3 separate regions of the Rattus norvegicus genome follow, and regions 1 and 3 are each linked to region 2. The links are chromatin contacts, called in public Hi-C maps. All regions are on one chromosome and are shown on one strand. The core of a region is the stretch at or near the end of the contact, and the rest is flanking DNA. Distances in the headings are between cores, read along the strand shown.

Region 1 (4,324 bases), core at 943-3,442, 220 kb before region 2:
AATGAAAGAGTTAACAGCCCTGTTTAGCACTCCACGTGACCTCAGAACCTTTCATGTTTCCTCAAGGCCTCTGCACATAACTGCTTCCTAGAACTGGTGCTGGTGGTGCTAATTTAGGGAGGAATTTATGGACTGAGTACCAGACCACACAGGCTTGACAGCCATGCAGACTTTCCCATTTAGAACAAACTGGCTCTGAGGCACTTGGAGCTGTGCTGGATTAGGAGAGCAAGCAGGAAGGCCTGAGGGACTGAGATTTGCATAGGCCTTGGCTGAGGTCAGGAATTCTTCCAGGTGAAGTGTTCCTCACTAAGAAGCCAAGAGCCAAGGAACAGGTGGGGTTATGGCTATGGTAACCAGGGCCGTGTCCAGGAAAATGGGTCAGGGAAGCTCATGTATCTGAAGAATAGGAACAGTTTCCTCCCGGCCCCTGGCTCTCCGATGTGGGTGTCAGTCACCTGGGGAGCTTATTAAAGTCTGCCGACAGCCTTGTCAGGGCTGGGCTGCCTCTCCTAACAAGGCCCAGGAGATGCTTCAGAGCTGATGGCCTGGGGATCCGCCAGTGGAAACACTGCGATGCTCCTCACATACAACCTCTGCCCAAGAAGCACAAGGACTCGAAGTGAATTCCGTTATAATAGCCATCTTTATTTGTAAAAATCCAGATATAAAACGTAATCTTTCAGTCTTTCCAGGTTTTCCTTTTTTACAAAAACAAAAAGGCACATATAAACCTTCCCCGCTGTCGTCCCCGTCCACGGTGTTTTTCGGGCAGCCCTCCCCCCGCCCCCCATTACAGCTACATGCTTCATTCCAGGACGTCTGGATCCCCACATGCTTTGGTGCTTTCCTACCAGGGTAGAGTTCCGAGCTCCAAGACTTGAAGTACACAAAGGGGGGGTAGGGGTAGGTGCAGTGTGTGGCACAATGTTCCACGGCGTGCAGGGCAGTGGGCTAGTAGTAGGTTTCCTTCTCCACCCAGCCTGAGAGAGACAGAGAGAGAGAGAGGGACATATGTAGTGAGTCCACTTTTGGGAAAAACCAGGACAGTGACTCCCTAAGGATAATCGTGTGTGTGTGTGTGTGTGTGTGTGTGTGTGTGTGTGTGTGTGTGTGTGTGTGCGCGCGCGCGCGCACGCACGTGCGTGCCCGCTCACACATATGCATGTGTGTACCCTGGACCTCAGATGGAGCTAATTAACTCTCTCCAGGAATACTGTGTTATTATTTGGTTTATGTCCAGGGTGTCTTTACATTTGCTTTGCACTTGTTAAGGTCTTAAAATCCACGATGCGTTTCTACCTTAGTTCAGTTCTGTCTGTGGAAGCCACATCTGTAACCTGACATGGGAGGGTGTCCAGCCTGCCTGTTGGCCCACTTACCGCCAGGGCGTCGCCTGATGATGAGCTTCCGCACCTCGTCATACACGAAGATGAGAAGGGAGTAGGGGAAGGCACAGAACCACCAAGTAGGTCTGGAAATTAAATCAGCGCCAAGTCAGACAACACAAGAAACAAGTCAAAGGAAGACAGAGAAGGCGTACATCTTCTCCAAAGTGACCAGAAAACCATCAGAAAGCTGACCACAGGCACACTTAACTATGGATTCATTCACAAAATTAAACAAACAAACAAACAATTCTCCCCAAACCCAATAGAAGCAGCTTTCCCTACATTGCTAGGCCCAGCGTCAGAGGCCAGCCTACATTGTATGCTGGAAGCCTATTCGCCTTAGTTTTCCTACGAGTCAGGCTGAACCCACTATTTTCTGTTGCCGATCTGAGAGTGCATGAACATTTTCTTTCTTCCTTTCCTGAATTACTGAAGCTCCCAAGCGCATTTGTCTCTCGCCTTGGCATCGGCAGACAAAGCACTGCCAGTGTGGGTCAAAGCCACTTAATTCAGACCCTCAACATGGTCTCTGACCATGGAATCCGGGAGGACCAGCTGAGCCCTGACAGATGACAAAGGTCTTCAGACGGGGAGCCTGGAGAGGCTGCCACATGGTCCCCAGCAGAGACAGGCTCCGGGAGGCCTCCTGCAGGCACCAGGCTTCCTTGACTACAGGCTCCTGGATAAACAAAGGAGGAAGGATGGCCCTGCCAGCTTTGCAGTCTCCGCCCTTCCTATGTGCCCAGAACAGCAGTGGGAAGGTGACCTCAGAGCCTCAGCCAGGAACAAAGTCCCGATCAAATGGAGGAGAAGCTGCCAGGAGCAAGTCAGGTCACAGAAGAGTCAAGTGTCCAGAAAAGGGCAGTGTCCTGAGGCTCGGCTCTTCCTCACTGGGACGTCCCAGAGGCTGTGTGGCAGCCTGTGACCTTTCTGTCCCTCTCTCATTCAATAAGGCTCAGGCCAATATAATCCAACCTGGACACTTCCTGCATCCCGTACTCTATGCAGGGTACTACGGAACCTGACGCAGTAACCAGAAAAAGCCATAAAGATTATCTGGAGAGCAGAAACAGCCAACGCCAACAGAGATGTTGCAAGGACTCCAGCCCAAAGGGGCCATCAGGATTGATGGGTTGGGTGGGAACATCCTTACCAAAGACATAAGTAGGGAGGATAACAGTGAACTGACCTACAATGGCCTTGGACAGGCTGAGAGACACACCCTGGATGCCTGCCCCACCTTGCGCCATAGACTCTGACTGTAAACTTGATGAGGCCAAAGCATTTCGATTCTAAGATGAGATCAGTGCATGGACGTTGGCAAGGGGCCGGGAAGGCCCGGATGCGTCTGAGCAATGTCAGGGCCGGGTGGAACTCAAGAGGCTGATGCTCTCAAAGGATCTTATGTTGGAAGAGTGTTGTATTTTGACGCTCACCATGTTTAATCAAGTTGTAGCTGCTTAGCCTCAACCACTTACTGGACAGCAGCAAATGGATGTGGAAGTTTCCACTGGCTTCCAGACTTTGTGGTGAGCACTGCGTATAAAAACTGAGGCCACAAAACTGAAGCACAAAGTCATTCATTCACTATGTTTAAGGCCGGGCTGCTTCTGAACACAGAACAAATTGGGAATTTAGTTTCTAAGCTGCAGAGCTCCCCTCACAACTGACTGTGAGGTCAAGGGAATCACAGATCCTCTCCAAACTCCTTTGGAGTCTCCAGAAAGGTGGAAGTGATATGTGACTACAGCAAGCAAACAGGACTTGGGCCTGGGCCTCTAGGTCCCAGAACAGCTCTAGGTGGCTCTAAGGACAGCTGGACTTTGCAGCAGAGGACCTGAGGGCTCAACAGTCTGCCGCTGAGCAATCTCAAGGAAGCAGATCCTGTACAGTCTCACCTTGGGCCAAATCCTTGGCTCTGGAAGGTCTAGATTTGCCGGTCTGGTTTATTGGCAGGCCTGGCTCTCCTGGCTTTCCTGTCGTCTAGTGCAGAGGAACTAGTTCACACACCACCCGGACTTCAGGCAACTCACACTCGGCAGGAGGGGAAAAGGCACACAGACTATGTCTACACCTTTTGGAATGTAAGAGGCTCAACTTACTTGAGGGGATACATCCTAAGGGCTGCACCCATCCCAGGGCAGTAGGACAGGAAAGCAGCAAGAGCTGTCTCTTCAAAGAGGCCAAATATTAAGATCTTGTTCCTAAAATTCAAGGGAGACAAAAGTTCATACGTTGCAAATGCAGATTTCTTTCCTGGTGCTGTGTGTCAGGTGGCAGCATGAGCTGTCATCGAGATCTGAGTGGCAGGATGGGGGTGGGGGTGGGGGCAGGGGGATGAGCGTTCTTCTTGGCTGGCATGGATAGCATTTTGACATTGTAACATCCTTGTACAGACTTGAGATCTGCAGGTGGCGGGGAGAACTTAGAAACAAGCAAGAAAACCCAAACCTAAACTACCCTTCAGGCTTAAAACTTTTACGCTGGGCTCTATTCACAGGTATCCTGACGTGATGCTGCCTTCAGGGTGCAGGCCGGTGGAGATTCCAGGAACTAGGTCATGGATGTCGGGTGCTGAATTTATTCTGAGGGTTTGTGTAAAATTACCAGATCCTTCACAACTTACTTCATTCCCTGCTGGAAGACAGAATTCCTTCTGGTCTTGCAGATGACCAAGTCAGCCCACTGCACTACCACGATACTGACAAAGAAGGCCGTGTGGCAGGTGAACTCCACAATCTTCCTCTGCTCGTAGGTCTGAAAGGTGAAGCAGGCACCTTAGCCCAGGCTCCTCCCCAGCTCGCACAAGTGGCCATGCTGCCGGTCCTCAGGGCTGGAGGAGCACTGGCTTCCATCCCCCCAGTAAACGGTTACTTACCCACTGCTGCCCGTAGCTGTCCTCCACATCATTGATCCAGCGGTCATCCCAGGTC
Region 2 (4,390 bases), core at 577-3,076:
CAGGAACATGGCCGCTGAAGGATTGTGAGACTTCAAAGGTGACATTGAAGTTCTGAGGTCAGGTGCTAGGAAGACAGAACAGAACTGGGAGGGTCCGGTGGCCAAAGCCATATGGCATGTTTACCCTGTGCATCACAGGGTGAGCATCTCATGGGAACTGCCTTGTGAAAATCTCCAGCTGGTGGCCAAAATGTGAGATACAGATGTGGTCCAGCCTGTCCTTCTGGACCCCGAGCCATAGTCAGGACACGATTGGGCAACTAAGGCGGGAAGGGGTTCATTTTGTCATGGATAGGGTCTCATTATGTAGACTAGGCTGGCCATGAATCCATAGAGGCCTGGCTGCCTGCCTCCGGAGATTAATGGTGTGCACCTCTGCTCCCAGCTAGGGTACTGTTTTAGGCGTCCTGAAGAATTCCAATCTGCAGAATGCTGGCCTAGCAAGGGACTTGGAGACTCCTTCCTTCACTAAGGACAAAGGGCATTAGAACCCTCTAAGGGAAGGAGGGTGTTAAGGGTGTGTCAAGGAGGTAGGGAGTCGGGTAGAGAAACACACAGGAGTCCTACAACTTGCTGGATCAGGTAGACATTTTGTCTCCTGTGGTTCTTAGAAGAGGCCTTTGAATTTCCAGTGATATGAATTTCAATGCTTTTGTCAGACCTGTTTTAACAGAAAGCTCCCCAATACACGCACCTCTCCATGTGCACAACTGGTAAACAAGTTGTGCCCCGAAAATATGATCTTCCTCTTCTGTACCTGATGGTGATAGATCGGACTTTATTGTTGCTGGTTTTGGTTTGTTTTTGTTTCCCTGGATCTCCATGAGACACTACAGAAGATCAATTGCCTCCCCGCTTCCTCCCAGTCTCAATGTTATACACTGTTATGGAGGAAATATGGTTCTGGAGGTGAAGGGCTGGAAGAAAACCAAGTCTTTCTGGACCCTCAAATTCCTTTCTTCCCGGCTGAAAGGGCATTGTGCGGATCATAAATTACAGGCCTTTTAAGAAAAGCAAACAAACGCTAACTCCGTTGCAAAGGTCACCAGGCCCGTGGAGAGAGTGCGTGAATGATTAGCTTCTGCAACAGAAGGCTTTGAGGACTTTACAGGGTTCAAAGGTGCGACCTGAAAATTTCAGTCCGGGGCAAATCCTAAGAAGTCTTCCTCCCCTGTCACTTCAAGATCTCTGCCCATCTGCCTTCTGTGAGGACCTGCTGCTGCTGACAGGGCGGGTCAAGCAAGGACAGGCACCTGCCCCACTCCCTACCCTCAGACCAGACCAGGAACGGGGAGGTTTCCACTTGGAAAGCCATCCTGGTCGGCTTCTCCACGTGCCTCTCCGTCACCTGCACAGTGAATGACTAGTAATGACATATACGCATGCGCAGCCTGTGACCTTGGATTATTTTTGTCTGTGATTTTTTTTTCAAATGTTTATGAGTAAATTGATAATGCCTACCCTAGTTCAAAGGATGGTTGAAGGAATCAAACGAGATAAAGCACAGAGCACAAAGAACCGGAAATTTACAGAACACGTATCCGTCAATCTTAGGGGCCCGACCGTTCTTTTCTGGAACATTCTCACCCTCTACCCATCTGTTCTTCGCATGCGGAGTGGGGTGAGGGACTCTTGTACTTTCCACTGTGTATCCAGGGTGGACTGTACTGTAACTGTCCCCATGCAATCAACACTCCCCTTTGTCAGCCTTATGGAGAGCCTGTGGGTCAGGAGAGCCTGTTTGCGTGGGTGAGGTCCACATTGTGGTGAGCTGCTCTATACTTCTACCACCTACCACTGCTGGTGTCAACAGACAACCAGAGAGGAGCCGCGAGCGCCCCCTGACGCTTCCACGGCGCAGCACAGGCAGGGCTGCCACAGCCAAACAGCAGGTCTCGATCAGCCAGCAGTAATCGCTAAGCCTGCCCTGCGCATCTTCTGCTGGAGATCCTTACTCTGTTTGGAACACGTGTCCTGGTCACATCCCCGTTTGGAACACGTGTCCTGATCACAAAGGACAGGCTTCACATATATGGATTCTACACAGAGAGAGCCAAGGTCAGACTACCGTCACCACGGGAACAAAAGAAGAATATTTCTAGAAGGAGGTAAAAGAGGAAAGAGTAAAATAAGAGAAGACTATGGGCTTGGGTACAAAAGAAAGGAGCCCAGAACCCTTTGGTCCCATGATTCACTAATCGAGTTCCCCGTCCGTGGTTGCCTCTTGGGCCCGAAACCACAGGTTAGGTTTTGTTGGGCGCACTAATATTGACTGCCCCGCAGAATATTCCCATCCCCCTCCAATGGGGAGGAAAAGGCTTCAGTCTACACTCGGAGCAACATTGGATTGTCTTTGAGAGAGGAGATTTTCTCAATTACAGCACAGTTTCCTGACACTTCAGCAGCAATCTCTGATTCCTTTGTATCGAAGCACCGTGGGCTGGGTCCTGACAGGAGAGTCGTGATCTACAATCTGAGACTTAAAATCTAAAGCTGGCAAAGGAAAGTGATTCCCTCTCAGGCAAAGCTGTTGAATGAGAGGAAATGAATGGTCTAGACTCTGAAACAAAGCAATGGGGAGGGAGGGCTTCTGACAAGACCACTACTATTTGTTCCCAGACTTGGCAGGAAGGGAGAAAGCCTGAAAGCTTATCTGACATGCATTGTATACAAGCAGAGAGTGCGTGTTTTGCCCACAAAGCCCTCGAAGTGCACCTTGGATCCCAGTTAGGATAGCAGACACCAGCTGTAGGGAGCTGCGGTGCAGGACCATCAACCTGCAATCTCGGGTCTGCTGTATCTGATTGCACTCTGCAGAGAGAGGAGGCAGGCGCTTCTGGAGCCTTTTTCTTTCTCATCGTGATTTTTCAACATCTCAAAATTACTTTACGAAGAGCCTTTCCTGAGCATCGGGAAACTTGAGATCGAGCACAGCTCCCCTGCCCCGATGCAGCAGATGCATGCCGCTTGCAAAACCCATCTTCCATCCACCCATCCAAGTCTGCATTTAGCAAGCATCCATGAGGCATCTGCTCTGCACAAGGCATAGTTCTGGGTGCAGAATACAGTAGCGAACAACTGAAACAAGCCCCAGCTGAGTGGAATTATTTTCCAATAGGAAAACAAGCTAACCAGATGGGGATGGGAACAGGGTGGTGGGAGCTCACGGAGAGTTAAGCTGGTCTGGGAAGACGGAGCCATGTCAGCATATGGCGTGGAAGGCTTGTGAGCCAAGGGACAAATAGGTGCAAGGTGTGCAGGAGTGGACTTGGTATATTCAAAACAAAGCAAGAGAGCTAGTGTGGGGAAATAGCTTGCAGGAGACTGGTGGCAGGCGCCAGACCATGCTGGCCTGGCAGGCCGTGGTAGAGAAATTTAAAGGAGCTGATGAAAGGCTACTGGAAGGAGTAGAGCCCTGAAAGAACATGATTCAGTATGCAAGTATTTAAAAAAAATTCTAGCTCATGGGGTGAGCTGGGGGGTGGGAGGAGACTGGTGGGATGGGAGACAAGACCAGATTTGCAGCAGCCTAGAGCAGCAAGGTGATGGTTTGGCCTAGATATGTGAAGAATTTTAACTTGGGACCGTAGTCAGAAAGTGGGGTGTGTGTGTGTGTGTGTGTGTGTGTGTGTGTGTGTGTGTGTGTGTGTGGTGTGGGGGTCCATCTGACTTGGATTAGGCTATCACAGACTGCAGTTCATTAGGATAGCTCCCAGTGCTGCACCTTCTCACAGGACTTCTGATAGGGCTAAGATGCTGGGTTCAATGTAAAACCTTTCTAAATGCATTCTTGATGTAGAAATAGGATTCCTCCAGCTCTCAAGATGAAGCAAGTCCAAGAACCGACCTTGGCAGACAGGTAGGCGGCAGCGTTGGTCCTTGGGGCCTGGTGTGGAGTCCTGGAGGTCTGCAGCCTTTCATCAAGGGCTGGCTTCCTCCAAGGATGGAGAAGAAAGCCTGTGGCTTGCTTGAGAGGGAAATCTAGCAGTTCCTGGAGTCTCCTGATTAACTTGGGTTGAAAGGCAACATTTCCAGAATGGGTTGGATGAGAGTGTGCCCTGAAGGAGACTCGGACACCTAGACATTATCACTGAGTGGTGGGAAATCATGTAGACCCTCCCCCCCCAAGGATCTGTGACCACAAGGTGACCTTGAATGCTTTTTCTCTGGTCTGGTCTATTTGTTGGCTTGAAAACCCACGAGCATGAAATGTAATTTAAATGATCTTGGCTGTGCTGTGGGATAACTGGCAGATTTAAAAGCAAATCTTTTTTTGTAGTTCAGCTTCAGTCTAGACCTCAAGCGATCCCCACAGATGATATTTAAAGGGAGAATAAACAGTGCACATGAAAAATTAACAAAGCACGCAGACACTATCATTGATTGTTTA
Region 3 (4,319 bases), core at 1,773-4,272, 200 kb before region 2:
ACGTAAGGACGTAACTCAGTCAGCATTTCTGAAGATTTAATGATACATCTGAGTGCCAGTCACTCTGACATGATTAAGTTCTTTTCTCTGTAAAGCCACTAGGCACAGTTTAAACACCATTAATGTTCACATAAAGTTACTAATTACATTTCATTTTTTTCAGAGTGAAACGAAACATCTAAAAGTCCCTAAGAAATTTTAAATAAGCCACAAAAAAACAAAAAAAGAAGGAAAGAAAATGAAAGAAAGGGAGTCTCCACCCCATTCTGTAACCTAAAATAAAATCTCCCAAAATGAAAGGCCCTGGAAATGTTTTGACACAAGCAGGATGCAGAAAAAGCGTGTGAGTTATCGCATAATTCACAGGATCCACCTACGCCTCTCAAAACTGGAAGGATTTTTGGAGAAAATGTTGATTCTATAGTTTAAATTTAGATCCTTCTACTCCCTCACATGTTGAAGTGCTTGAGCCGATGTGTATGAAACCAGGACTTGGTACTCTAAAGTCAGTCCGTGGAGAGGGCTGCAGGCCACTTCCCAGGGAGGGGCTGGGGTGGGCAGAGGCTGACGCCTTACAATGAAATGAGTGCTTGGTGATGCTGCTGCTATTATTCCGTGGGTCTCTCTCCTAACGTAAGTGGTACATTAACAGCTACTCAAGCTACATCTGGGAACTCTCCCCTCTACATTTGGTTTTGTTGTCCCAAATGAAAATAAAACTCAAAAACATGTATTTCAGTCACTTCTAGTTAGTAAGTAGCAAATAAAACACAACATTCACTTGATTTTAGAAAGCTTCAAAGAGAAAGCCTACTCCGATGAGTGGGTGTTGGAGAAGTGGGTATTTGTGACGCTATTCAACACCGTGTGACTTGACAAGTGACTTTCCTTGAGAGCAGGGCACTTGAATCTTCTTCATCTTATCTGCAGAGTGGAGGACAGTCAACATTCCTAACATTCTCTCCCTCTGCTATGGAGTCAGTGCAGCTCCAAGTGCCTCTCCGAGTGGAGATCTGTGCTGGAGTTAACACATGCACGAAAGACGCCGCTACATGCACTGAATAAAAAGCAAACTAGAGGGCTCTGACCAGAGGTGGGCGCATTTCTCTACATATCTGACAGGAAAGCACAATGATGTAAAGCCACAACATAGATGTCGACTCAGGGCTCCTTCACATAGGTGGCCAGATTAAACTGACTTTTCTTTTTCAAGACAGGATTTCTCTGTGTAACAAGCCCTAACTGTCCTGGACTCGCTATGTGAACTAGTCTGGCATCTGCCTCCCAAGTGCTAGGATCAAAGGCGTGCACCACCATGCCCAGCTTAAACAGATTTTTTAAAAAAGAAATCACCCTATACGTTTTCAAGCAAGTTCAGTTTCAAGGAAATACACTTTCATGAGGAGCAGTGTTAGAATCCCCCAGCCTCACTGTCTGCGTGCTTCAGTTATTCTCAGACTTCTCACATTTTCCAAAAGGGAGAAGAGAAATATTGGCATAGGCCAACCCTCCCTGGACACCTTCCAAAGTTTTATCAGCCATCACAAAGGCAGTGTGCAGCCTGTACCGTCCCAGCCATTGAGAGTAAGGTTGAGGCATCTACATTTCCTAAGAGCCAAACCCCTTTATAAATTCATGCTATGTAAGGTACTTTAAATGGGGGCATCTGTAAAGGAACATGAATAGTATTAACATGTAAAATCATTTCTTCAAAAATCTTAATTTTTCCAGTAGGCAATGTTTGTTTAAAAGAACGAGGAAGCTTATCCGATCAGTTCTTGCCCACAAGTAAAACAATAATTTAATGTTAGTTCTTCCTGGTGCGGATCAAGAGATCCTTAGGTTCCTATGGGCACTAAGGACTATAATTTCAAAGCTGAAAAAGTATGAGTTTGTGGTGTGGGGTAAGACAACATTTTCCTTATTTCTTTTAAAAACAAAGGTCACAGCAGGAAGTGGTGCGGTGTTCTTCCTCGGACTCCATTGACCTCCCTGCTTGTTTGGGCACCAGGCACAGAACTTCTCCTTTCTCAGTTAGAAAAGGAGACTCCTTCTTCACTCAGCCCCACAGAGCAGGAGTGACTGTGACTCCAGCGACTCCCTTTGAGTGTTTTTGAGCTTATCTGGAAGGGACATTCAACAGGCTGTGCCATCCTCAAAGGGGCAGCTGGTGAAAGGGGAGTCAGCTAGGTTATTAATTTTTTCCATTCTAAGTTAAGAACTAGGAAGTTATAGCAAGGCATTGTTTACTCCATGTGACACTTCAAGGCTGGGTGTGTGTCATTATTTTAACCTATGTGTCCTCTGGATTCCACCTTCCCAGATTCCCAAAGCTACTGTGTGCTTTGGACCTGAGGAAGACACGCTGAGGGAGGGGGGGATGGGGGGGAAGGAGGAGAAAATCCTGGACGGGAAGAACAAAGGACAAAATAGATGTATATATAAGACTTCATGCTGGCCCTCACAATAAGGGAACAAGAAATCCCCGTGACCTTTTGGAGTGGAAAACAATCCTTCCTCTTCTTCAGTTAATTCATCACTTATAGGAGAAAATGTGTTTGGGGAAGGTAGAAGACAGCTACAAATTTACCAATTACAGTAACAGTGAGGATCACACACCCACACAGCTCACACATACAACTCACAAAGTCACACACATACTCACACACACAATTTGACACACACACACACACACACACACACACACACACACACACACACTGCAGTGAGACTTAAATAGAGATCTTCCTCCCCAGTGGACTGCCACTTGAGGCCTACAGAGGCACTAGCACTGCCTCTGCTATGTGACCCCCAGAGCACATAGCACTAGCACCCAGGGGTATCTTCTAAGGCTTCCACTCACCAGCAACACCTCTGGTTCTACAGTCAGAGAACTCGGGAGGCCCTTTCCAGACTTCTGAAATCCCTTCTGAATTGCCTAAAGGTGGAAGCCTAAGATCCCCACTCACTTTAGCCAGGTCAGTGGCCTACGTCATTACTCTACACTGTCACTTGCCAGCTCCATGTCCTTGAACAGTCAGCCTTAGACACCTGCTCTGTCATAACTATTAACTTACCTAATGCATTCTGATAGTTTGGTTAGTAGAATCTAAAAACAGAACACCTAACAAAACTAAACAATCCCCCACATTGTTTCCAGAACCCAGAACAGAAGCTTTTGACTAGCGAGAGAGGCTACAAACACAAAGTAACTGCTCCAGTGTTGCCAATTCACAGCTGGCCAAGAGGGCTAGGGAGACGGCACCTTCAAACTCAATTTAGCAAACTCCAATTTGGCAGGGAAGTCAGACACAGCCTGATTCAGCAACAAAAGGCTCTGCCTAATTTTGGCCAACTGTTAGTATAAAGTGGGGGAGTATCCCCCAATTTTCCTGGTTCTCTTATCAAAACCTCAAGCTCAGCTCTGTCTATAAAGGTCTTCTGCCCAGCGCTGTACAAAGGTCTCTGTGATAACCCAGTCACTACTCACATTACTGCCATTCCTTGCTTCCTATAGAGGTAGCTTTCAGAGACATGTTAAAGAAAGTATCAATCTGTCCTACATTTCCAACCATCCTGAGTCTAAATGGCTTAGTATAGGTTCATCTTCTCTAGGTAGGGACCTAAGGGCTGTACCAAAGCCTGGGCTAGGTAAGAATTGGTAAATGGAAGACAAGGGATAGACAGTTATGGTCCTTTAGCTGTTCTCCAGCCCACAGTGACCCTTTGGAATAGAATTTCTCTGCAGAGGAGGTAACCAAGGGGCACCCCCATCCCATGCCGTGGGTTCCTCCTCTCACACCTGAAGACAACATGCTGAGAAATGAACTCTTACAGAGCCAGAGCCCTGTGAACCCACTTCTGTATCTAAACCTGGGCTGTGTTCATCAGCCACAGGGATGAGATCAGCCACAGCTCCAGCCACTGGGTTCCCTCATCCCACGGGAACATCACCAAACATGCCTCCCCACTGAATTCTCAAACAACCCTGCCAGTCCACCTTTCCACAGAACATACCATGACCATTTGAAAAAAATAAAAAATCCTAAAGTATGTGAAGAGTCACTGTATTTTAGATCTTCCTCTTAAAATGCATTTTGTTCTTGTACTTACTAAAAAGCACCAGCCCCATGGACATTTGACCTCTCCAAGAGGCCTGAATGAATCAAAAATGTTCTGCTTGCGCCTCACCACCTGCCACCTGTCCTCCCTCATAAGCCCCCTTGCTTGCCCCATCACTTGTTTGAGAGGAATAGCTTAAAAAAGCAGAGCCGCCGTCAGTTTCCAGGAGACCACTCTTTAACAGGTGGTTAGGAGCC

What was found. Hi-C and Micro-C count contacts between places; a contact is called where the count stands out from the background.
Region 1: a Hi-C map of liver shows a contact between it and region 2, with 4 times the contacts expected there. The contact joins two enhancer-like sites. A contact is called at or near these places in 5 of 12 Hi-C or Micro-C datasets (the A7r5 cell line, the Rat2 cell line, kidney and 2 more).
Region 3: a Hi-C map of liver shows a contact between it and region 2, with 6 times the contacts expected there. The contact joins two enhancer-like sites. A contact is called at or near these places in 10 of 12 Hi-C or Micro-C datasets (the A7r5 cell line, the Rat2 cell line, Schwann cells and 5 more).

Annotation. Positions count from the first base shown.
Region 1 is chr2:191,708,684-191,713,007 of GRCr8, forward strand. Atp1a1 (ATPase Na+/K+ transporting subunit alpha 1) reads right to left here. Exons shown (of 23, transcript NM_012504.1): 19 at 4,270-4,324; 20 at 4,018-4,148; 21 at 3,494-3,595; 22 at 1,383-1,474; 23 at 628-983. The coding sequence ends at 955. Among named protein-coding and RNA genes, the nearest start is that of Atp1a1, 27 kb to the right of the region's middle. Within about 2 kb of position 2,193, at least 42 of the 93 cell types and tissues checked have an H3K27ac peak or open chromatin away from gene starts, as enhancers often do. A contact at or near this core is called in kidney and liver, where this site is marked.
Region 2 is chr2:191,928,490-191,932,879 of GRCr8, forward strand. No RefSeq gene overlaps it. Among named protein-coding and RNA genes, the nearest start is that of Mab21l3, 30 kb to the right of the region's middle. Within about 2 kb of position 1,827, at least 14 of the 93 cell types and tissues checked have an H3K27ac peak or open chromatin away from gene starts, as enhancers often do. A contact at or near this core is called in kidney and liver, where this site is marked.
Region 3 is chr2:191,728,284-191,732,602 of GRCr8, forward strand. All of the region lies in intron 1 of Atp1a1 (ATPase Na+/K+ transporting subunit alpha 1), which reads right to left. Among named protein-coding and RNA genes, the nearest start is that of Atp1a1, 7.0 kb to the right of the region's middle. Within about 2 kb of position 3,023, at least 21 of the 93 cell types and tissues checked have an H3K27ac peak or open chromatin away from gene starts, as enhancers often do. A contact at or near this core is called in liver, where this site is marked.